2 separate regions of the Sus scrofa genome follow, and region 1 is linked to region 2. Evidence: chromatin contacts called from public Hi-C data. All regions are on one chromosome and are shown on one strand. Each heading gives the region's core, a stretch centred on a gene start, on an enhancer-like site or on the middle of the called end of the contact. The rest is flanking DNA. Distances are from core to core; before and after follow the strand shown.

What was found. A called contact is a pair of places that touch in the nucleus more often than the background predicts.
Region 1: a Hi-C map of retroperitoneal adipose tissue shows a contact between it and region 2, with 4 times the contacts expected there. The contact joins two enhancer-like sites. A contact is called at or near these places in 1 of 5 promoter capture datasets (liver), 15 of 47 Hi-C or Micro-C datasets (alveolar macrophages, brain, embryonic fibroblasts and 9 more) and 1 of 2 datasets of contacts at active chromatin or transcription factors (skeletal muscle).

The regions. Positions count from the first base shown.
Region 1 is chr13:38,833,639-38,836,338 of Sscrofa11.1, reverse strand. The region is part of intron 2 of ARHGEF3 (rho guanine nucleotide exchange factor 3); the gene reads left to right. Among named protein-coding and RNA genes, the nearest start is that of ARHGEF3, 91 kb to the left of the region's middle. Within about 2 kb of position 1,413, at least 9 of the 83 cell types and tissues checked have an H3K27ac peak or open chromatin away from gene starts, as enhancers often do. A contact at or near this core is called in retroperitoneal adipose tissue, where this site is marked.
Region 2 is chr13:38,650,141-38,652,840 of Sscrofa11.1, reverse strand. The region is part of intron 4 of ARHGEF3 (rho guanine nucleotide exchange factor 3); the gene reads left to right. Among named protein-coding and RNA genes, the nearest start is that of FAM208A, 94 kb to the right of the region's middle. Within about 2 kb of position 1,405, at least 6 of the 83 cell types and tissues checked have an H3K27ac peak or open chromatin away from gene starts, as enhancers often do. A contact at or near this core is called in retroperitoneal adipose tissue, where this site is marked.

The DNA of each region.
Region 1 (2,700 bases), core at 164-2,663, 180 kb before region 2:
ACAGTGGGGACCTTCCCACAGCTGCGAGTGAGGAGCTGGAATCAAGAACTCCGCCGAATTGGCTCTGGTGCATCGTCTGAGTGAGCACAGGACCCAGAGGGTTAGAACTCACCCACAAGGTCAGGGTTGTTCCCAGTGAGTGGGGTAGGGATGGTGCTAGGATGGAGATGAGGTCATGGTGACCCCAGCTGTGGGGATCAGTCTGGCAGGAAGCCAGACGAACTGTGTTCTAGTCCTGAGGTGGGGGGGAGGCTCTCGTCCCAAGGTTCCAAGATTCTAGAGGAGACCATCCAGAGCCATCTGGGTTTGAGCCAGGATTGACTGGTCCCCTCTGCCTTCAGGATCTTAAAAACTGATCCAGGAGTTCCCGTCGTGGTGCAGTGGCTAACGGATCCGACTAGGAACCATGAGGTTGCGGGTTCGGTCCCTGCTCTTGCTCAGTGGGTTAACGATCCGGCGTTGCCGTGAGCTGTGGTGTAGGTTGCAGACGCGGCTCGGATCCAGCGTTGCTGTGGCTGTGGCGTAGGCCGGTGGCTACAGCTCCGATTAGACCCCTAGCCTGGGAACCTCCATATGCTGCGGGAGCGGCCCAAGAAATAGCAACAACAACAACAACAAAAAAAAAAGACAAAAAAAAAAAAAAAAAAAAAAAACTGATCCACTGGGGGTTTCTAGGAGAAATCAGCCGGCTTTGACTCCACGTGTCCCGTCTGTGAGGTTTGGAGTCTGGTCAAGTCTTAGGATGGCAATTGGATAATGCTGTTGGCTGCCTGCAGACACTGGGTCAAGAGCTACAAGGACCTTTTTTTAGGTGACATTCAAGTGCTCCCGCATGGAAAACATAACCAAGAAGTGGAAGGAAATTCTCTATGATTGTGTCCTTTCTCTGAGGTCTTCTCCTTTAGGAAAGGAAGACTTTTTGTTTGAAGTTCATATTAATTAAAAAGAAAAGAAAAGGAAGGAAAAGAAAAGAAAAGAGAAGGGAAAAGCAAAGGGAAAGAACCACATTGGGTTTTTGAGACACCTCCAGGCTGCAGAGCTGAGGTCCTCCTGGAGAAAGCTTGTCTGCTGAGATTTCTATGCTGGTCAGCAGAGGACAGTCTTCACTCACATAATGTGCTGACTTTGTCCTCTTGGGGAGGTTGGAACCCTGCTCTCCTGGAAAAGTCAGTCCTGGAAAAGATTCACTTCCAGCTGTTTCAGATATAACTCTGAGCACTCAAGGAGGGGACTTTACCCCTTTAGAGCTGCAACGTCTGTGCTGTGTCTACTGCTGTCTGTGCATCTGAAGCCTTAGAGAAATCATTAGGGGGAGGTGTACAGCTTTTTAGAGCACAGGTTCAGACAGAATCGGAGCCAGATGGGCACGACATGTATAAACACCAATTAATAAACACTTGGCTCCAGATGAGCCTTGCTCGTCAAACTCATGACCTTCTCACCTCCATGGTCCGGGCCCTTCCTCCCATTGGTACAAAAACGATAGAGATGGGTACAAAAACCAGAGCATTCACAGGCCAGCTGGGAGGGTACATTGGGACATGCAGGGCACTGTGCTTTTCTTGGGGACATTTAAATTCCTTCCAGTGGATCTTTTGTTTTTCCCCATCACATTAAAAAAATTTTTTGTTTTATTGAAGCATCCCCCATTACCCCACCACACTTTTAATCCTATTGATGCTATTAATAATAATGTTAGGTAACATTTACCATGCTTTCACTATTTGCCAGGCACTGTGCTGAAGGGCTCTTATAAGCGTCCGCTTGATTAAGCCTCTTAAAAATCACAAGATGTGGGGGAACTGCTGGGGCTTCTGAGGCTTTGTGAGGGTCAGATCCTTGCTGAGGGTCATTTAGGTAGTGAGGGGGGATCCACATTTGACTCTGCTGAGGTGTTGCCCAGACCTGCCCATCCCCCATTTATTGAGTCCCAAGTATGTCCCAGTGTGGGGCAGATACAAGACGCAGTGCACCTCTGGCTAATTTTAGTTTTGAGTGTGCTATTATTTGAATATTTGAAAGGAGAAAGGAAGGAAGGAAAGAAAGAAAAGGAAGGGAGGAAAGAAGGAAAAGAAAGGAAGGAAGGAAAGAAAGAAAAAGAGGGAAAGAAAGAGAGGAAGAACGACCAGCTCTCAGGGAGCATACATCTGAGAGTGGAAGCCCAAAGGAGTCCTGCATTCCTTGGAAGTTCCCTTCCTTAGTGGCTATGAGGATGGAGATTTAGAAGTTGGGGGAGGTTGGTGGGTCTGGTTCCTTCTTCTCCTTCCCTTCAACGAGAGCCAGTCTGCTTCTGCCAGGTTTATTTCTTGAGTTTTGAGTCTGATCAGGTTTGACACATGGGTTCTGCTGCTGAAAGAATGAAGCCAGCCTCTGGCATAGCAGCTTGTAGCTAAGAGCATGCCTGGGGCATTATCCACCCACGTTCCCGGGGTTCCTTCCTCTTCTAGCTCCCTTTCCCATGGCTCCTTCCCTCCTTTGCCAAGCACTTCCTTCCCTGGCTCCCGCTGGGCCTTCACATTGCCAGCAGCTCAGCTCAGCTCAGCTACTGATGGTTGGCAGGGCTGGGAGGCTGAGCCCTGGACTCAGAGCTGAGCTTCCTCACCTGCTGGCACACTGTGCACGCGTCCTGGGCTCCAGGCTCCTGCTCTGCGAGATGTGGTGTTAACAGAACCTACCCCTCAAGTTGTTGTGCAGATTATA
Region 2 (2,700 bases), core at 156-2,655:
AGGAGGTACCTTTCAAGCTTCAGTTCTAAAGGGCAAGGTGAATTCTATGCCCCACCATAATTTATGCTCCAGTCGGTCCACATGTGTATTTGAAATATATGTACCTGAAGCTGTATTCCTTACTGGCCAACAGGAGAGCTAAAAGGGTTAGCTGATTTCCAGTTATTTATACATTTCTTATAATTTGTATCTTATGGTGTTAAACTGACCGTATGTACAACTAACTACTTGGAAATAGTTCCAAGGGATTACAGCAGTTAGAATCTTGGGATTTTAGAGTTCCCGTTGTGGTGCAGCGGAAACAAATCCGACTAGGGACCATAAGGTTGCAGGTTCAATCCCTGGCCTCGCTCAGTGGGTTAAGGATCTGGCATTCCCATGAGCTGTGGTATAGGTTGCACACTCGGCTTGGGTCCTGCATTGCTGTGGCTGTGGTATAGGCCAGCAGCTGTAGCTTCAATTGGACCCCTAGCCTGGGAACTTCCATATGCCGTAGATGGGACCCTAAAAAACAAAAGAAAAAAAAAAAGGAATCCTGGGATTTCATCACATAATCAAATAGATTCCACAAATCATGTGACCCCAGATGTTGCTAGATGGAGAGCAACGTGGGTGGTAAAGGGCTATCACTTGTTGATAGGATCTGAGTGTGGTCATTGGCCATGATTCTGAGGCTTGTTGAAATAGGTGGGCATTTTAGGGGTCTTTGCCCTCCAGGATGCACATGAACTAGGAATAAGTTTATTAGAGAAAAATATGTTGACATGCACCTTTGAGTCTGTTTAGGGTGTCAGCTACTGAATAAGACTGCCTCGGTTCATGCCATCTCCAGCTGCTACTGATAGGGCCTTAGACAATCTACTGTGCTTTTCTCAAAGCCCTGGTTTCCTCAGTGCTAAAATGGGCACGATGATAGATGATTCATGTACAGTGCTTAGCACATAGTAAGTGCTCAATAAGTATCACCGTCAAGTCCTCTGCATCTCAGAAAGATTCCTAAAACAATTTTTAAAAACATGATCACCATCCTAATTTCCTGGATGCTATTTTATGCATATCAGTGCAACAGAGGTCTTCCTGTAAGTCCTCTAATCATCCTTAAAACAATCCTTTGAGGGTGGTGTAAATGCTCTTTTTTGTAGAGGAAACTGAGGCTTAGAGCTGGATAGTGGCCTTTCCAGGATGGCTGAGCTGGGAGGTGGAGGAGCCAATACTCACACCCCAGTCCGACCCTGAAATCTGTATTTTCCCAACCACATCATGTTGCCTCTAAATGACTAAATCACTGGTTTCTTCACCACAGAGCACGTGAAGGGTGAACTCGCCTGCTGGAGCAAATTGCCTTATTGCCATTTTTTCCTGAGTATCTGGACAGGAGACCCCACCATTAGTCACTTCTCTGGCAGCCACTTCATAGAATGGCTGTGACCCACAGGAGGGGGTTTGCAAGCCTTCATTTGGGAGGGTTTTGGTAACTTCCGTTTTGTGCTTCTCAAGACCAAGGAGCTGGTCTTTGGCAGAATTCTGCATGCTCAGTGCTGTGGAGGTGACATTGTTAGTGCTGCAATTAGTCATTTTGCTTATCTACATTAACCACCAGCCTTCCACATAAACCAATAACTAGAAGCCCCTGACCACCATCTGGATATTTGCAAATTGTGTCATTTTTCTCAGGACACTTTGTGATTGCCTATAAAATCCTGGACCGGTGCCACTGTTTTCATAACAAATGAATGAAAATAAATTACTGGTCCTATCCTAATTTTGCAAAGTCCTATGTACATATAATTGTTATTAATGGCATGTGTGTATCTGAAAGGGCTCCTTCTTTTGTGATGTGTGCACTCAGTTGCCTTCCATAATTTGTTAGCCTGGTAATGGGTATGGGTCTCACACAAAATGAGGAAATTTCTGTGATTGCACTGCCATTTTTCCTTGTTGTGTTGGCTCATGAAACATTAGGAATGAAGGCCAAAGGTTTCTAATGCCTTTAAGTTTTTATGAATTGAGGTCAGTTATTAGCTTAGAAAAGGTTATGGCACAAATTAATCAAGAAAGTTTTCCAAACCTTTGGCTGGAAAAAGAGTGGGTCTTTTTAAGTCTGGAAATGCTTGTGTCCAACCTTCTGTGTTTGGGAAATTGCGTCCTTTTGTAGGAAGGTAGCTGATTATTAGTAAACTCAATTAATTGGAGCTGAACCAGAAACCTTAACGGTAAGTTCACTGGACTTTTTTTTTTCTTTTTCTGGCTCTTAAGATGAGGAGGAAAGGAGTAGCAAAACATGCTTTTTTTCCGGGGATTTATGAAACAAACAAACAAAACCAGCCTCCAGGAAATGACCCAGGGTGATTGTGTTAGAGAATCTCAGGGTGGGAAAGACCTATTGAGAACATGGAGCTCAGTTCTTGTCCACTGCTGGATCCATTCGATCTCTCATTCAACACTTCCAGGAACCTTCTAAGGCTGTTCATTCCATCTTTGTTTAGTGTGAATCATAAGAAAATCCTCTCTTAATGATAATGTTGCTTTCTGGAGCTGAATATTATGCAATAATACTTCTTCATGTCTTATCCCCTTAAATATTTGAAAACTTTCCCTACTTCACACGTGTGCATGAGCACACCCGTGCATACACACACACTTAACACACACACACACACACACTTCTCCCAGGAGCTTGTCTTCTCCTGGCTGGACATT